Regions from separate parts of the Mus musculus genome. Here region 1 is linked to region 2. Evidence: chromatin contacts called from public HiChIP or PLAC-seq data. All regions are on one chromosome and are shown on one strand. The core of a region is the stretch at or near the end of the contact, and the rest is flanking DNA. Distances in the headings are between cores, read along the strand shown. Region 1 overlaps Mtus2 (microtubule associated tumor suppressor candidate 2). Region 2 overlaps Flt1 (FMS-like tyrosine kinase 1).

Region 1 (4,916 bases), core at 1,537-4,036, 340 kb after region 2:
GGTGCTTGAGAAGGGAGTTGCTACTCTTTGTAACAACTCTTTGCTGAGGAGGGTCTCCTTTTTTTCTGACCCGATTTCTACTTTCTATTGGAACTTGAATGTCTTCAGACCTTCCCTTTTTGACTCTTCCCACCACAGCACGTGATACTCATCTATCATCATCTGCCATCAGTCACCCGATATTTACTATCTATCCATCAGCTGTCCTCTAGCATCCACAATTCATTATCCACCCATCCTCTGTCAGCATCACCCATCCATTTATAAAGAGGCCGTCCTTCACCAGACACATGGGTTCCCTATGAGCCCTTTCCCCAACTGGGGCTTGATATTGGCCTAGAAGATCTGCACTTTCAGCTTGAATGATTTTGTTCTTCCATCCCCTACCTATGAGAACACGGCTTGTAGTGGGTAGCTGGATTTCCTTTTGTTACATCATTTATTTAAAAAGTGAAACAAAAACCTTAACATTGTAAATCGTCTCTCCAATCACTCTGGGATGCAAACATGTCTATCTATCACCCAGGAGTGCTTTTTCTCAGAGACCTTTTGAAATGTGCTCACTAGGAAGGAAGAGGCTCTGCCTCCAGTCTCTGCAGAAGGATAAGACCTAACCACAGCAATGCTAGCCTGCAGACAGACTCCCCCTAATCACAGACATTGAATATTGCCTTATTTTTGTATATTTCTACTCCCATGATTCTGATCTCACACTCATGGACAAGAGTTAAGTTCAAGTGGTAGTAGTCATCGTCGTCGTCCTCCTCCTCCTCTTCCCCCTCCTTCCTTCTTTCTTCCTCCTCTTCCTTCTTCTCCCCTTTGAGAGACGGTTTCACTATGTAGCTTTGGCCATCCTGGAATGCTCTATGTAGACCAGGCCGGTCTCAAACTCAGAGATCTACCTGCCTCTCTGCCTGCTGAGTGCTGGGATGAAGGGTGTGCACCACCACCTTGTCAAGTTCAAGTTCTGTAAGTTCTTTCCTCTCATCCTGAATAAAATCTGTGCTTATTGCAACTTCGTGTCTGGATTAAAAATGTGTCACCCTCATACGATGTTCTAGGCACTGGGGTATACGTAGTGAAGAAAATGGGAAAACACAGTGCCCTTAAGGAATTGGATGAGGTTAAGTAAAAATGTCAAATGGATTAGGTCCAGCAGAGGAAAATAAGTCAGATGGGGGAGAAGTAGTTTGGAGGAAAGAATCACTATTTCTAGTCGCATGGTCAGGAAAAGCTCACTGAAAAGATATAGTGTTGACACTCAAGGGTTCCTGGCAAGGGAGGAGCCCACTGGGGCCTCTCAGGGCAGAGGACAGTTGGCACATGGGAGCCAGGGCTAGGGACCACACTGGAAATTCTCATGCTGATATAATGAACAAGTAGCAGCTTGCTCTCTGTGGGTGAATGAGTGCTGGCATGTCCCTTCAGGGCTTATCAGTTGATGTCAGAGAGATAGGGGTAACCAAAGTTTCTTAGGGCATCAGAAACCTGGTCTGGACCACTGAGTAGGAAGAGAGGCTATATGTCCTCACTGGGAATTCTCCTGGTCTGTTTCCATGGCAACCGGGACTTTTGCCCCTCACCTTAGGAAGGTACTGGAGCTGTGGTGGAGAACCACAAAATTCATCCTTGAGGAGTATCTCACAATAGCTAAAGAAAACGAGCCAGAGAAAAGCCCACCCGAAGGCAACCTGGCTGTACCGTGTGAGGAAGAGAGGTGTTTAGTGTGGCAACGAGGACCCTGGACACCCAGACCTTGCATCCGATGGCTCGGACATGTGGTTGTAGGTGTGTGTGCATCTGAACCCAGACTTGCATAGATCCTTTAGCCCAGAAGGTAGCGAGGCCTCTGGGAGAATGGGAGCTAGGAACTGGCTGCTGTTTTACCTACGATTTCTGGGCACAGAGGCTGAGCTTGGAGTGTAGGGCAGAGTCTAGGCTAAATGCTTATTTTTAAAAGACTGTGACTTGTAACCACACTCTACCTCCGGGAGCCCAGGGACATGCCTCCTGCGTGGAGGTTCTTGGTCAGCAGTGGCAGAAGGAATCTCAGAGCAACTTTGATGAGCACGTGCAGGTGACAGTTTTGGGCAGCTGCTCAGACTGTTGCTGCATCTTGTGTTGCTTTGTAAACTTGGGAGATGTGGCGTTTAAGGTCATTCCTGGCTTTTTGGTACTTTCAGGTGCCGTGAATGGGTCATTACAACAAATCGATCTGTATGCATCGTGTAAAATCCAAACGGATTGCAAAATAGATTTAAGATTTAAGATCACAGCTGGGCTGCCTTTAACCCCAGCTCTCCGGAGGTAGAGGCAGGTGGATTTCTGTGCGTTTGAGACCAGCCTGGTCCATATAGCGAGTTTCAGGGCAGCCAGGGCTACATAAAGAGACTCTGACTCAGTGGTGGGGTGGGGTCACATTCCTAGGCACTTGATATACTATTAGCTACTCTAGCCTTCTTGGGGTAGTTTGCTCAGTCAACAGTCCTACCTTCTGCTAAGTAAATAGAAAACAAATGATTAAACGAATAAGGCAAGTGACTAATGTCTGGATCTCTTGTTTTTATTTTCTGTGTTGTTACCACAGTGTGTACGAGATGGAAGGAGAGGAGCTAGTTCAATCTGCTGCTGATACAGTGCTTGCTTCGTGTTTCGCAGGAACTGTTATTTTCTTTTAGGATAATGAATGGCTCTTGTCCTGGACTGGGCAGTTTGAAGACACTTGAGTACTTCTCCATGTTTGCCCTGTGCACTCCCTGGACCTACAGCCCCACTGAAACAGCAGATTCAGTTCCTAGATCGAGTGTAGGACGTGAGCAGTGGGCGTGGTTAAGGCCAGCCCAGTGCCGGTGACAGGTTGATATTGGTGCTGGGAAGTCTGAGCCTCCTGCAGACAGAAGAGGCATATTAGTTGCTATAGTACATCTGCCCAGAAGCAAGTTGAGATTGATACAGTGATTTTCGGTGCTTTCTAGAAGGGCAGGGGAGAAAGCACGGAGCACAGAGCCACCGGTTACAGGAAATGACAACAGAGGCAAACGGTAGAAAAGCAAAGTCCCCACACTTTGCCAGATGGCTGCTGTAGAGTACTAATCCCAAACACAATATGAACACGGTCTCTGTGAAATGACTGGAGAAGTAATCTCAAACTACCAGAATTAATTAATTGTCTCTGCGCTGAATGGTTTCAAATTACTCATGCAAAATACCTTCTCAGCAAGACAATCTTTTCCACACACAGATGGGGACTTGTTACATATGCCCAAACCATTTTTAGTTCCCAATGGTTATAAAGATTATTTATTTATTTATTTTTATCTCATATGTTTGGGTGTTTTGCCTGCACGTATAGCTGTGCACTGTGCATGCAGTACCCACGGAGGCCAGAAGAGGGTGTCAGATTCCTCCCTGGAACTGGAGTTACAAATGGCTGTGAGCTGCCATGTGGGAGTAGGAATTGAACCCAGGTCCTCTGGAAGAGCAGGCAGTGCCTTTCACCACTGAGCCATCTCTCCAGCTTCTTATGAAGTCATTTTAATACAATGACATTGTCTTTGACACTCAAACTTCATACTGAAAACTTTCTGCTAGGTTTTAGGATTATAATTCTGAGAAGAACTTACGATGCTGCAGTGAACTAACTGTACATGTGAGTTAGAGCTGGTTCACGGGGTTAAGAACAGAAGAGGAGAGATCTTCTCCCCCAAGCCTCTCTTTATTATACATAGTATTATAGTGTCATTCTGGAGCCTAATACTTGAGCCCATTACCTTAGTGGATGTTACAAGACCTCAAAACAACCCTTCCCCCAACAACATTATATAACATTAAAATCATTCTGAAAAAAAAAAACAAAAAAACAAACCAAAAACCCAAAACAGAAACAAAAATAAACCCATTTCCAATCCTGAGTGTGCTAGTTTTCTGTTGCTATAACAAAATACCAGAGTCTGGATGCTTACAGGAGTGTCCAATCCATGGCTTGCAGCCGGCTGCATGTAACCACATCTGGCTATGAATATGGGATATGCTCAACATTGTAAACTTACTTATTTATTGTAACTTGATTGCTGTTGTTCTAAAGCATAAACTCTACAGGTGACGCTGTGACTCAAAACCAAAAGGTTGGACATTCCCGGAATAAAAAGGGTTAATTAATTACTTTTTTCCATTTATTTATTTTTTAGTGTGTGTGTGTATGTGTGTGTAACAATAATAATTAAAGAAGGGATTTGGGAAGGAGTGGGGGAGGTGGGGGAGAGTTGGAGGGGGCAGAGTGAGGTGGAAATGATATAATGCAGTACTCATTATGAAATTCTCAAAAAAATAAAAACAGAAAAAAAAAACAAACAAACCCAAAACCTATTAGACACACACAGCTGAGAATGGCTGTACCTGTATAGCAATCCTATCCAATACAATACTGTGAACCACATACGTAATGCTTGCTGGTATTTGTATTGAAAAGTAAAGCCAGAGTTAGTGACAGTGCAGTTGATTTAATCTAATATGTCTGCACTATGGGAATTTTCCCATGTTAAATTTCCCAGGCATACGTGTAGAGACCAGGAAACAACTTGTGGAGTCAGTTGGGTTCCAGAGATAGACTCATTTCTACCTATGGAGCCATCTCACAACCCCAAATCCCATATTTTATTTTATTGTTTGTTTTTTTTTTCAAGACAGGGTTTCTCTGCGTAGCCCTGGCTGTCCTGGGTCTTTCCCTGTCAACCAGGCTGGCTTAGAACTCAGAGATCTGCCAGCCTCAGCCGCCTGAGCACTACCATGTCTAGTTCAGAATCCTGTATTTTACACTAATAATGCATCCTAGTACTACCGACTAGCTGCGTTTTGGGTACCCAGAAGCCACGAAGATTTCAGGCTTTTAGACATGTACCACGGTATTCACAAGATTC
Region 2 (5,293 bases), core at 1,295-3,794:
GAGTGCTTTCCCAAAATGAGCAAGGAAGGTCCTAGGGTCCCTCCCTGGTAGCATAAGAAGAGTGGGGGCGGGGGAGAAGCCATTAATCATTATAAGATGGCACAGCAGCAGGTAGACATGGAAAAGAGGGTGGCTGGTTTGGGGGTTTTCTACTGAAAGGCTTGAACTAGAGTTCTGATGCCACAAGTGGTGATCAACTTTGGGGTTTCTCTGAAGAATCAACTGGCTTGCTTCCAGATTGGGCTGCAGTATGAAGGGAGGGGCGATGGAAGGCTGATGTCTAAGCCAATGGTGTAGACAACTGGGATGTGGAGCGTCTGGAAATGAAGAAGATTATGGGGGAGCCAAATGAAGGTGATGGTCGAGAATTCTGTTCAAGATGGCTACTGCATATCCAAAGAGTGGATTCATCTGGGGCACAGAGAGAAGGCGGGACTTGAAGAAACCCCGTGGGCTATAGATGAAGATTGTGGGCTCAGTTAGTCCAGAGAAAGGCAAATGAGTGGCCACAGCCTGAGCCGTGGAGATTGGCCAAGTGGAAGAAGAAAAAAAAAAAAGAGAGAGAGCACAAGAGGTGACAAGAAAACCGGGAGGCTCCTGGAAGCGACAAAAGACATTTTCACAGGAGAGAGCACACAGCACTGAGGAAGGAAGCTAACCGCCTACTTTAATGGAGGAAAACCTGACAAGGACACGGAAACAGACAGGGCGGTGCCCAATGGGGCAGTGAGGAGTTTCCTTCCGTGCAAGAGCCTACAGAGCAACGTGGCTGGAGAGGAGAGTTTTAAGATTTTACTTATTTTCATTTTATGTGCGTGAGCATGTTGCCTGCATGTATGTATGTGCACCATGTATATGCGGTGCACATAGAGGCCAGAAGCAGGTGTTGGACTCCCCTGGAACTGCAGATGTAGATGGTTGTGAGCTGCTATGTGGATGCTGGAACCTTAATCTGGGTTCTCTGCGAGAGCAGCCAGAGCTCTTAAGCAATAAGGCATCTCTTCAGCACAAGAAGGGAACTTTAAAAAACAATTTTATTTTTTCTGTTTTTAAGTGTGTGTGTGTGTGTGTGGTTGCACATGAGTACAGATGCCCATGGAGGCCAGAGACATCAGATCCTTTGGAACTAGGGACACAGCTGACTAGTGTGGGTCCTGGGAATCAAACTCTGGTCCTCTGGAAAAGCAGTTCCTATTCTTAACTATTGAGCCATCTCTCTAGCCCAGGATTTCCTTCTTACGATGCAAAGCTTTATAGCATTTTTATGTGCTGGTAGAAGTAATTTGGGAGAGAGGGAGGGAAGAGGGCGGGAGAGACAGAGGGTGTCGTTCCTAAATCCAGAACTTCCCAAGAAGTAAGAAGAGTAGGGTTCCAAGGTCAAGGTGACCTGGGAGGGAGCTGGCAGCCTGTTTCTGTTTTCTTCCTTTCTTCCTTTTCACCAGAGACGGGCTTTTGCTATGTAGCCAAGGCTGTCCTGGAATTCACCAACCTTTTACCTCAACCTCCCAACTGCTGGAAATATATAACCCTGTCATATCTCCCTACTTTACTTTGCTCCATCTCAACCTCATATCTTATTTGTTTAATTATTATTGTTACACATACACAAATACACAAATACATATATAAGTGAACAAATATGTCAATACAACCTGCTGAGTATATCCATATATATGTTTTTAGGGCTGACCAATTGGCAATAGATAATCAATTAGATTGCTCATCTCTGAGGAAGGCCAACTCTGTCTCTCCAAGGAGTGTGGTTCATTGCCTGTAACTCTTCACTGGGGGTGGGGCTGGAAGGTGGGGCCTCCTGAGATTGTTCCCATCCACATTGGCATGTCAACTGGTATAGTCATTGTCATTTTCTCGATTAATGATTGACGTGGCCCTGACTTGTCTAAGGAGGCAGGCTGAACAAGCCAGTAAGCAACATCCGTCCCTAGTCTCTGCTTCAGTCCCTGCCTTGGCGTCCCTCAATGCCAGACAATGACCTGTGAGCCACATAAATTCTCTCCTCCCCACTTGGTTTTGGTCAGTGTTTTCTCACATCAGCGGAGATGTAAACTAGGACAATCGATTCATGTTGTACCGGAAGTGAACAATGATACACGATTTCATCTTTCTCACCAGGGTTGAGCATTATCATGTAAAACAAGACACACAAACCAAAATTATCCCACTGCTGTGAAATGACTGCAGCTTAATGTGCACCCTCTTACCATTCTTTCCTGTGTGTGCATGTGTGTGGGTGTGTATGTGTGCCTGTGTATGTGTATTGTGTGTGCATTGTATGTGCATGTGTGCATGTGTATGTGTGCTTGTGTATGTGTGCTTGTGTGTGTGCATGTGTGTGTATGTGTGTGTGCATGTGCACCCGCGAGTGTGTATGTATGTGTGTATGTGTTTGATCCCTGCTTCCAAAAGCCCTGTTTTTTGAATGACTGGCAGATGAAGGGGAACTCTGAAGTCAGGGGTAGTTCTGATCAGAGCTTGGAGGAAGAGAGTCCTGAAAACGTCTGACTGTGGAAATGACATCATGCCAATGGCATGCAGGGAAGTTTAGTCTCACAGAAGGCAGGATGGGGCTGGAATGAGGAAAGAACAGCATGGGGCAGTCCGGCTCCCTACTGGAAAGTCAGGCAAGGAATGGTGAGACCCACACTTCCCCCCACCCCCAGCCTGGATGGGAGGATAGGAAGCTAGGGGGAGAAGAAATGGAAATACACACTGGGAAGACATATGTGCAGGGATTGGCTCAAGCAACAATGGAGGGAGAAGAGCCCAAGGGGACACCTTCAGTCTCCATGAAAGGAAATGTGCCTTCACTGCCCGAGTCCTCGAGTCACTCTGAGGATGTTTTTCTCTCTGTAAAATAAGAGGAGCACCTGCTTTGCATCAGGAACAGGGAAAATAAATACGAACGAATGAAGTCCCGGCGGAAGGTTTGATGACTGCGAGCTTTTTCCTTATTTGGTTTTCTGTCTTTGAGTTTTCCTTTGGAGAAAGGTGTGTGGTGGTGGTGGTGGTGGTGGGGGGATGATCTTTACCACATAGACAGCTAAGCGCTGTGGTGTTATTTTATTATTTATTTATTTATTTGAGGGGGAGGGAACAGGGTCTTACTATGTAGCCCTTGTCCTGGAACTCACTTTGTAGACCAGGCTGGCCTCATACTCAAAGAAATCCACTGTTGAGAATGGAATCTAGTGCTTTGTTGTCTTATTGCGGCTCCCAAAAGCCGCGCTTCCAGGCCTGAGGGTTCCTGACCCCAGCTGGCTTCAATCGATCATAAAGAATTGCCATCCAGCCAGTGGCTGGGCAGAGAGACAGGGCAGGACTTTCAGATTGCGTAGGCAAGGGACCACGGGAGAGAGGAGAATTGCCTTGACTCAGAGGCATAGGGATGAGATTTAAGGGCTGCAGGAGAGAAAGTGTCCTACATCGTAGGTAGAAAGGGAATGTGGCCCTATGGGGAAACTGCCCAGAAAGTAACAGGGCAGCAAGGATAAAATATAGATCTAGGTGTTATGCCAGAAACATGGGAGGAAAGTGTGTGCTAGCCGCTGGGAGGTTTAGAAGTGCCCAACCGCTGAGCTAGCAGTCAAAGCATATCAAAATTAGCTGGTGTGTGTCTGTGTGTGTGTGTGTGTCTGTGTCTTTCACTCTCGAATCCAGAGAGCTCTTGGGTAGGTGCAGGGGGGACCCACCAAGAACCAAAGCAATTTAGCTAATTCACCGCTACAATACACCTGCCTCTGCCTCCTGAGTACGGAGATTAAAGGCATGTGTGGCCATGCTCACCTGAGTGTTAATTATTGAATAAAATATTCTTTCCCCTCTGAATTATGGTACCAGTTCTGAGATTGCAAGTTTCTATATATTTATGGTTCTGTTTCTGACTTGTTTTGATTTATTTTTATTTCATGTGTATGGATCTTTCTTTTTAGTGTGTGTGTTCTTTTATGTCATTGAATGTTGTTTTCTTTTTAAGTAACTTGCTAAGTTTAAAAAAAAAGAATTATTTATTTTATGTATGTGAGTACACTGTAGCTGTCTTCAGACACACCAGAAGAGGGCATCAGATCCCATTACAGATGGTTGTAAGCCACCATGTGGTTGCTGGGAATTGAACTCAGAACCTGTGGAAGAGCAGTCAGTGCTCTTAACCACTGAGCCAGCTCTCCAGCCCAAGAACTTGCTTTTAAAGTTAAATTTATTTCTAGCTACACAGAGATTTTTATTTTATTTTGTGTTTATGTGTATTTTGCCTGCATGTATGCTCTATACATTACATGTATACAGCTAGAGGCTAGAAGAGGGCATCAAATGCCCGGAAACTAGAGTTACAGACAACTGTGAGCTGCCGTGTGGGTATTGGGAATAGAGCCCAGGTGCTCTGCAAGAGCCACCAGTGCTCCTAAGCCATGAGCCATTTCCCTGGCCCCAGCTGTCTGTCATGCACATTCATATTAGGTTCTCTGAGGGGTTTGCTGAATTTTCTTTCTCCTATGGACATGAGTATTAGAAGCAGCAACAGACTCACTTATGAATAGATGTGGTGGTTTGAATAGGTTTGGCCCCAACAGACTCATGTGTTTGAATGCTTGGATCACAGGGAATGGCACTATTAGGAGGTGTGGCCTTGTTAGAGTAGGTGTGGCCTTGTTGGAGGAAGTGTGTCACTGTGGAGGTGGGCTTTGAGGTCTCCTATGCTCAAGCTACACCCAGTGTGGTATAGAAGTCTCCTTCTGCTGCCTGAGGGTCAAGATGTAGAACTCTCAGCTCCTCCAGCACCATGTCTGCCTGCAGGCTGCCATGCTTCCCGCCATGATGATAACGGACTGAACCTCTGAAACTGTAAGCCAGCCCCAATTAAATGTTGTCCTTTATAAAAGTTGCTTTGGTTGTGGTGTCTCTTCACAGCAATGGAGACCCTAACTAAGATAACAGGCGACTGCGCTTTCTGTTGATGTGGTCATTACCACCAGGAGGATGGCTCAAGTCCTTTCATGCACTTGCTTATTTATTTCAGACAACCAATAGATTGTATTTTCACCCACTGAACACACACTCACCCATCCCTACACACAGGAGGGATGCGTTAATAATAATACTCAGTATTATTTACTTCTCTTTTCTATTATTTGACTTATTTTCCCTCACTTATTTACCCTCACTTATTTACCCAAGGCAGTAGTGTCTCACATGCTGCGGTCACAGGACAAACTTACTTCTCTCCTCTACCATAGAGGCCTCAGGAATTGAACTCAGGTTGTTAGGCTTGGTGGCA

What was found. HiChIP or PLAC-seq counts read pairs in DNA pulled down with a chosen protein or histone mark.
Region 1: a contact with region 2 is called in a FOXA1 HiChIP or PLAC-seq map of pancreatic cancer cells. The contact joins two enhancer-like sites. A contact is called at or near these places in 2 of 115 datasets of contacts at active chromatin or transcription factors (embryonic stem cells and pancreatic cancer cells).

What each region holds. Positions count from the first base shown.
Region 1 is chr5:147,961,590-147,966,505 of GRCm38.p6, forward strand. All of the region lies in intron 1 of Mtus2 (microtubule associated tumor suppressor candidate 2), which reads left to right. Among named protein-coding and RNA genes, the nearest start is that of Mtus2, 6.7 kb to the left of the region's middle. Within about 2 kb of position 2,787, at least 16 of the 459 cell types and tissues checked have an H3K27ac peak or open chromatin away from gene starts, as enhancers often do. A contact at or near this core is called in pancreatic cancer cells, where this site is marked.
Region 2 is chr5:147,617,782-147,623,074 of GRCm38.p6, forward strand. The region is part of intron 14 of Flt1 (FMS-like tyrosine kinase 1); the gene reads right to left. Among named protein-coding and RNA genes, the nearest start is that of Gm35383, 39 kb to the right of the region's middle. Within about 2 kb of position 2,545, at least 51 of the 459 cell types and tissues checked have an H3K27ac peak or open chromatin away from gene starts, as enhancers often do. A contact at or near this core is called in pancreatic cancer cells, where this site is marked.